Regions from separate parts of the Astyanax mexicanus genome. Here region 1 is linked to region 2. A link is a contact called in public Hi-C data. All regions are on one chromosome and are shown on one strand. Each heading gives the region's core, a stretch centred on a gene start, on an enhancer-like site or on the middle of the called end of the contact. The rest is flanking DNA. Distances are from core to core; before and after follow the strand shown. Region 1 overlaps ece2b (endothelin converting enzyme 2b). Region 2 overlaps LOC103044686 (E3 ubiquitin-protein ligase TRIM50).

Region 1 (4,196 bases), core at 1,609-4,108, 92 kb after region 2:
ATATCCTGCCAATAGAATAGGACTCTCTGGAGCAGATAACATTAACACAAGGGGTATAAGGTATTGGGATATTTTGTTTTGATTTTCAAAACACTTTATTGATTTTTTTTTTTCTCCTGGGATAATTTTCTCTTTTATGGGGGGGTCCTATGTGATTTTTATTCCTGTCCGGAATGACCATGTATGTGTTTTTCTCAGACATCCTCTGAGAAAATACTAGGCTGAATTCCCTACTGTTTTTCCACTAAACTCCATGGTCTACTAGTCATTTTAGTCCTGTCCAGACTGACATCTCTGAGTTTCGTCACCTCGCGTTTAATAAATAGTTATTTGTCCACTACCACACACCGTAATTACACTTTGGGCGTGAGTTTCCACAGAGAACTACATAAACACAACAGTGAGTGGAAATGAAGGAGCTACTAAACGAAACAAAAATAAAATTCTGGTCCTCCTGTTTTTTCAATTGCAGTCTGGATGCAAGAGTTTTATCTCGGAGTAGAAGTGTGAAATATTTCTCACAGACGTCCCCCTGAGAAACAAATCACATCTGGATAGGGCTTTAGTCTACATGTAAAGTTTGGTGTCAACAAAAACTTTTACTTTTACTATTTAAGCACAATCTTTGCTGAATGCAGACAAATCCTCACAGCAATGGGGGAAATCATTCCCTGCAGTAACAGTAGAGACAGTTACTCCATTAAAAGCAGGATAGCTTGTTTTATACCATTGATTTAAATGAATGAATGATCAGGTGTCCCAATACTTTTGTCCATATAGTTTATTTCTCGTACTTCCAGCTCTTAATGCAATGTTGAGCCCCATCACCGATTCAGAGTAGAACTTTTTAAGGGATTTATATATATATATATATATATATATATATATATATATATATATATATATATATATATATATATATATATATATTTTTTTTTTTTTTACTTTTTGTAATTTCCTCTGCTTGAACTCAAATGAAGCCTTCCGGCACTTGTGCCACCTCTGAGATGTACAACATTTATATCCTGAAGTCTGTAAGTCTTCATTCCTTCACACAGCCCTGCTTTACTTCTTTTTTCTTTTTCTTTTTTTTTTTCTTTTTTTACTCTTCACACGCTGTGGTGGCATGCATTTCTTATTACTTCACATATTACCTGAACAGAAGCTAGAGCCCTCAGGCTTTTTAACTTTATTAAGACAATAACCTTCTGCTACTGTGGTCTACTGGAAATGACGACCGTTTACCCCTCATCTCATCTTCTCCTCTTCCCACACTCCCACAGCATGGGTGAGGGCTGTGGATAGGGGCTTTAGTGTGTGTATGAGTGTTGGCCATGGTGGCTTGAGTGCAGTACACCCCAAGGGCTGGGCAGCTGGAATTGCGTCTGGATCTCTGGAATGCAGAGTTGCTGGCGAGTGTGTCTGATTCTTTGTGGGTTTGTGTTTCGGAGAGAGTCTGAATGCACATCGTGTTCTTTTATCCATCACTCCAAACTTCCTAGTAAAATAGCAAACTTACAGAAGTTAAGGATAAAAATAGGGGCTGATTTGCAACTGATATATGGGTATATTATTTATATATATATATATATATATATATATATATATATATATATATAGAAGTATCACAATATTATGTTTTGTGGTACTGTTTTGATTCACAAAGACAGTAATGATTTTTACTTAATAACTATACAGTCATCACAATTAGTTATTATAACTATAAATTAAGAGAGTGAATTTTGGTACTAAAGGACAATACTTCTATTTTTAATATAAAAATTGTGCTTTTGTTTTTGCCAAATGATTGATTAATCAATATCGATGATGGAAATTGTCATTAGTTATTGGATTAATTCTCAAAAACATATTAACATTTTTAATTAATAGTTTATATACAAAGTTTAGTTTATATAACCATGATACATTTTGTGTTGACTACTAGTTAGCTGTGTTTTTCACTAGATGGCCGTCTTCAAATCCCACTGTTCTGACTGCATAAAAAGTAAATTTTTCTTTTAATCAGATACATTGGAAAAATAGTTGCACCCTGAAAGAAGGGTGTGATTGCGGTGCTGTGTAGAAGAATGATAAATTACCAGGAATAATAATAATGATTTAAATATTTTAGACTGATAGACTAGAGAGGTTCTTAATGATGTCCTCAATAATCCTTCCCATGCAGCTCCAATATTTTCATGCAGTTCAATGCAGGACCTCCTTAAAGCATTGATACTGGCACTGAACTCTGTACAGAAGTAGGACTCATCACTAAAGATCTACTGCCATTCTGAGTCACTCCATAACAGTATGAACCAACTACTCTCCAAGATTCATTCCTGTAGGTTGATCCCTTCTGGGTGCAACTATTTGTTTTGACGATAAGTGTGTATAAATGTATTTTTTGAACTACAATGATTTTCCTGATATTTAATTTTAAAAATTGCTTGCAGTAGTATCAAAATATATCACAATATATTTTATGCAACAAATGTTTTGTTTTGCCTATCTTATTGGCAGGTTCTTTCCACTACACAGCCCTGTTATGTAACAGAATATACTCTTCTGTTATGCTTCTTTTGAAGAACTACATAATGCAGAGAGAGAGAGTTACACTAGTTAAAGATTTGTCCTTGAAGCTTAGTTCCAGGCCAGAAACCATTTAAAAACCTGTATTTTTAAGAAGGTTCTAGCCAGAGCTGTAATCATACAAGACTACAAGTCATACAAGACTAAATAGCTGCATAGAATATTCATGTGTTTTGCTTTCAGCAGTATTAGTAGGAGAGTGCTTTCTGACTGTGCAGCTCATCCCGAGTCTGGGGAGTGTTCCACTCAGCCAGCAAACAGCTGAGTCTCCCAAGGCCATGGTAATGGGGTTCATGACCCCTTCATGGGCTGTTCTGCATGTCAGATGTTCCATCCAGCTGCAGGCTGGAGAGTTAAACGGTGACGCGACTCGTCTGGCAATTACAAAATTCTTTCTAGCGCGGCTAATAAAAAATGTAAACTATTGTGGACCAGTTAGGAAGACTTTATTTGCATAATCTGAAGTGACACGATGCTAGGACGACACTGCTGTAGAGTTGTGCAACAGCTAATCAAGATTATTAAAAAGAAAATGGTTGTTTGTTTTTTAGACTGAATTTTTTTCAAGTTGATCAATAAAGTTATTTTCTCAAAAAATCAAGTAATTAAAAAATTATTAATGGGCAAATGATCAATTATGGAAATAATCACTAGTTGTAACTTTACTAATATAATTGTCTTGTATATATTTAGCTTGAAAATAGTTTTGACAAACTAACATTGATTTTCTTTTCTCCAATTAATTCAGTAATCGTAATCATAAGGGAGCAAATGGGGGAAAAAAATAATCACTAGTTGTAACTAGTAGTATTGTCTTGTTTAATGTGAAAATTAATGGCAGACTAATAATTGTATTTTCCTGAATAATCAAATAGTTGTAATCTTAATGGATCATGATAAAGTTAAATAACCCTTTTTAATCCCACAGCAGGAATTTTGCAATGGGACAGAAATGTCAGAAAATATACAAATAATATATAAAATCTACCGGAAAAATTAGACCCCTTAAAATTATGAGTTTCTTTGATTTTACAAAAAAAAACTCACAAGCCATCAAACCAAGCTGAACTGCTTGACTTTTTTTTTTGCACCAGGAGTGGCATAATGTTATCCAAAAGCAGTGTGTAAGACTGCTGGAGGAGAACATGCCAAGAACACGCATGAAAACTGTGATTAAAAACCAGGGTTATTCCACCAAATATTGATTTCTGAACTCTTAAAACTTTTATAAATATGAACTTCTTTCTTTTGCATTATTTTAGGTCTGAAAGCTCTGCTTCTTTTTGGTTATTTCAGCTATTTCTCATTTTCTGTAAATAAATGCTCCAAATGACAATATTTTTATTTGGAATTTGGGAGAAATGTTTGTAGTTTATAGAATAAAACAACTATGCTAATTTTACTCAAACATATACCTATAAATAGCAAAATCGGAGAAACTGATTCTTGTATATATTCAAGAAATACAAGAGAATATAATACTAATGAAAACATATAAATCTAGAAAAACTAGAAAAAACATGGTTCCACAGTATGACAGTATGACGAGTGATATTGCACATTGGTTGATAGTAAATAAGTGGCAATATTATTAAATAATAAATACA
Region 2 (4,666 bases), core at 775-3,274:
TTTTCTTAACACTAATGCCACAGGAATGCTGTGTTAAGTTAATGGCAAAAAAATATAAGTGTATAAGGTTTTCTGTTTATATATATATATATATATATATATATATATATATATATATATATATATATATATAATGTAATTTTATGAATTATGAAATGTTTGTCTGATTTTACTTTTACAGAAATACAGCTCCATTGCTCCAAGGTAAGAACTCTGAACACTTTGATTTTTAAGTATCTAAATGGCTTTTAAAGGAAGCAAAGCTGTTTGGTTCAGTCTGAAAGAAAACTGAGAGGTTTCCCGTTAAATTCTTTAATGAGAAACAGGGTTTGGTAACAATAGAGATGAAAGTAACTCTCAGTACTGATGTTATTCTCATCTCATTATTGTTGACAGTTGTTGTTTCCCAACCTAACCGTCATTTGCTGCTCCAGCTGACTAAAAGCAGCCATATATTACTCTTAACATTTTCCAAATGTCAGCACAGAACACACAACAGCTGGATTTAACATCATTCTGATGGTCTCAAACTTTCTGGTGAGGTTACTTAGTGTGGGATCTAAGTTTCTCTCAGAGCTTTCTGTGATTTTGCAGGTTTAGAGAAAGCCAGCAGAGAGAAAAGAGGAAGGAGAGAACCTACAGCTCCATTAGCTTCAAACCAGGCTTCAATCACAGTGACATCAAAATCGCTGTGTGGAAGAGATTACACAGGAGAGTTCTGCCAGGTAAAAAGTGTGTCCAGTCACTGATAGAATTCACAGCACTTACAGTAGAATAGAATCTAAAGATAGCTTAAGGGACACTTATTGAGGCTTAAATAAGTTCTTCTAGTAAAGACAAATATGGACTCTTTAAAACTTTTTATTATTTGGACACCAGGTGGTACTTAAAGAGGAAGTTAATAAACTATAAACTCAATTGTATTTACATAAAACATAAGACATTAGACACAAACAAAAGACAATAACATTCTCATGTTCACAAATATCGATGTGTTACCTTTATGACAGTAAATATGTAGTGAGGAGAGAAGAAGCACTACTTGGTAATGTCTTTATATTTGTTCAGACACTAGAGGGCACTTCAGAGTGAGTCCAAATTTATATTTTAAATTATTGTAATTTATAATTTGTAAATGAACAGCATAAAACCTTTCAACGCCGCTGCCAGATATTTGATGACTTTCTAACACTGCTGAATGTCAAATCAAAAAACATAATGGACTGTGTTTTAACTTGTCATCCAATCAGCACTAAATGTTTTCTGAAGAAAAATGGAAATACAAGCATCAATTCAAGCATAAATAAACTCTTATTAGAGCTGAATCATTAAACTCCTGATTTTTTTTTTTCGGTGGGCCGTCTTTGGCAGATTGCTATTTTAGTGGCGCAGCTACTTGGACATGTCCAATGCTTCTCAGCAGAGAAAAAAAAAATAGTTTGTATTATGTTTCATATTGATGTTAAAGTTTGCATAGCTGCCAACAGGCATGCAATTGGGTTTGTGCACTGCTGCGTATCCAAAAAGCAAAATTTGCCTGTTGATGTCTGTCTAGGTTGTATTCAGTCAGTGGCGCACCTGTGTTACCTGTTGCCAAGATAACAATATGCCAGAAATGGCAAGTTTTCCAGATCACCAATGCTATTCATGGATGCTTTTTCCAGCCAGTAATATTATTGGGATTTATTACATAAGCATCAGGTTTTTATTTCATTTTATTTAAAAAATTAGCAAGCATTTAATAATAGAACATTATGTCTTCACAAATAAAAATACATATCGAACATAGGTCCACTTTATACTCATTCCACAGCTCCTGAGCATCTGAAGTTTGACCCTCTCACAGCTCATCCCATGCTGCAACTCAACGAGCACCTCACGAGTGTGGAGTGCGGTGTCATTGTGAACCGCCTGCCCAATAATCCAGAGCGCTTCAGCTACAGCTACTGTGTGCTGGCCAGTCGCGGGTTCTCCTCAGGGAAGCATTACTGGGAGGTCCAGGTGGGCCAAAAGCCAAAGTGGCGGCTCGGCCTAATCAAAGGAACCACATCGCGCAAGAATAAGCTGACCAAGAGCCCAGAGGGTGGAGTTTGGCTGATTGGGCTGAAGGAAGGCCGACTGTACGAGGCTTTTGCTAACCCACGAGTCACGCTGCCCCTCACAACCCATCCCCAGCGCCTGGGGGTCTTCCTGGACTATGAAAGAGGAGAGATGACGTTCTACAATGCGGACAGTCCAGACGAGCTGGTAACTATCTACTCCTATCAGGCTGAGCTGCAGGGGAAGGTGTACCCGCTGTTTGACGTATGCTGGCATGAGCGCAGTGCCAACAAGCTGCCAATCTCTCTGCCCCAGCCTCTTGCCGAGGTGTGACCTACCTTCAGTTTTCTTATGAAACCTTTTTGAGGCTTTAAAAAGATGCATCTCAAAGACTCTGGACTTCCTTCGGTCATTTGATCTTAATACACTTGTGTTTTCTTACTGCTTTGCAGTAAGCATTGTTTGATGTGCATTGTTTGATACACAAGAGCTGCGTTCCAAAGTCTAGGCTGCAGCCGAGGTGGGCCATACTGTATATCTTGGCTGCCATGTCATGTAATTCACTTTAATTAAAATGTATTTTTATGTATCACTTTTTAAATAAATGCTGTCACAAAGCAGCTTTACAGAGATCAGGTCTGAGCCTCTTTAGAGTAAGCACAAATGTGACAGTAGCAAGGAAGAAACCTAGGAAGGAATGGGTCCTTCTCTGGTTGACACAGACAGCGTAACAAATAATAAAACAACAAGAAGAACTGGACAAAAGAAAATGAGTGAGATAATGAATAGCTATAGCTAATGTGAGAGCAGTTTATCCATTTATGAGTCCATGCAGGATAAACAATTATATGTACAGCTGTGGAGTGTGACCGGAATACTGTCTATCAAGGCAGGGATCCAGAGCAGGCTACAGGATAATAGAGAACCAAGCCAGACAACACCAGGTCAGAACAGAAGGTACAAGTCATCTCCATCTCAATAAATGACAAAGAGTTGTAAAGGAATTACTTAGGTTAGTGGGATTGTGTAAAACACTGGTGAGTTCTCTAATAAGCCTTATAAGCATTGGTTAAGTGCAAATTAATGACATATTAATGTTATTATTATTATAATTAAGTTTTATATTATATTTGTTGTCTATACTTTACTCTTTGAAAACCATATGAATGTAAAGTTCTGGTATTGTATGATAGTTGTGGATTGCTGGAAAAATACCAGGAGCAGCAACAGCAGCTAATAAAGAACCTAATATAACAATAAACTTCTAAAAAATACATATTCAAATCTGTGTACATTATTAATTAAGCTCCAGTACAGAACTAAGGAAATTTCATTTTTATCATTAAGGGTCTAAACCAATATAATTTTTTTTTCGTGTTGGCAGCATAGTTGTTTAAATTTCCAAATTCTACCAATAAGGTGTGGGGCTACTTTGAGCCTGGATAACGGTGTAAAAAGCAATTTATCTTCAGGGATAAGTGGATGCCCCAAAGCACCTGTTGTAAAGAGTGCTGGAAAAAAGCACAAAATTACTGGATTTCGGAAAGCTGTTGGAGAGCGGTGGTGGGCTATTCAAGTAAGGTTATCTAATCTTCCCATTCCACCTTAAATGGTGCAACAGACTGCAAAAGCGGCAGCATTTAAGGTGGAATGTAAAAGTTAAATTAAATAAAAGCTATTTTCAGCTCCCCATCATAGAGGAATTAAGGAATGGACAAAAATTACTAATTGCTGCACCACCTGCCCCACTTTCTGAAGACATACAATGCCCTAAAATTAACTAGTTAATCAGCAGCTAGGTTGCTGAACTTTAGCGCTCCACTGCTTACTAGTTATATAAGCTAGTTAACTATCCCAATTTAAAGGGGACAACCAGGTAAACATTAAATCAACATTATAATATTTTTTAAAATGTCCTGTACACATTTTGTATACCGCGGTGTTCTTTGATGGGTCAGTTTTATCTATACAAAAAACATAATAAATATCAGGATTTAGCGCACATGTTAGGTAATATTGAGGTCACTATATGACAATTTTGTAAATGCAATTTTATAAAAATAAAAAAAAACATCACTCTGCTTTAGGCTGTTGTAACTAATTTCCCAAACTGCCATTCTGGCAGCCATAAATTTTTTTAAAAAAATCTTAAATTTTTCCAGAATCTCTATGGTGTCAGTCACTTAAGTAACGTCCTAATTATGAAACACCGGTGACATTAAAAAACTATATGAAAATTATATCAGTTTAAAAAAAATCTGTAATTAATTAAAAAATATATATTTTTATATATATCCACCTGAATCCCTACTTCTAATGTGAGAATATAAAATAATGAAATGCCTGGCACATAATGCCTGCTAACATGTTTAATTATATATTTTTTTCTGGATGTTTAAATTACTAGCTTCAAGAATAGTCTGTTAGTAAATCTGAGGATAATCAGAGGGTTAAATTGCATTACAGTAATAAATCATTATGGGATATTTTGTGGCAGGTTGACTCAAGGTAAACATCATTTGTCTTCCACTTGATCTCACAGACAGTCACTGTCATTTTTTATAATCCGTACATCAGGTGAAGAAGCGTCTGTGTATGGTAGGATAATTTGACAGCGGTAGACACT

Evidence for each region. Hi-C and Micro-C count contacts between places; a contact is called where the count stands out from the background.
Region 1: a Hi-C map of muscle shows a contact between it and region 2, with 18 times the contacts expected there. The contact joins two enhancer-like sites. A contact is called at or near these places in 2 of 3 Hi-C or Micro-C datasets (both in muscle).

Annotation. Positions count from the first base shown.
Region 1 is chr18:20,581,878-20,586,073 of AstMex3_surface, forward strand. The region is part of intron 9 of ece2b (endothelin converting enzyme 2b); the gene reads left to right. Among protein-coding and RNA genes, the nearest start is that of si:ch1073-280e3.1, 33 kb to the right of the region's middle. Within about 2 kb of position 2,859, the one cell type or tissue checked has an H3K27ac peak away from gene starts, as active enhancers do.
Region 2 is chr18:20,490,432-20,495,097 of AstMex3_surface, forward strand. It overlaps LOC103044686 (E3 ubiquitin-protein ligase TRIM50), which reads left to right. Exons shown (of 6, transcript XM_007236750.4): 4 at 182-204; 5 at 595-725; 6 at 1,814-3,309. The coding sequence ends at 2,373. Among protein-coding and RNA genes, the nearest start is that of LOC103044686, 8.4 kb to the left of the region's middle. Within about 2 kb of position 2,025, the one cell type or tissue checked has an H3K27ac peak away from gene starts, as active enhancers do.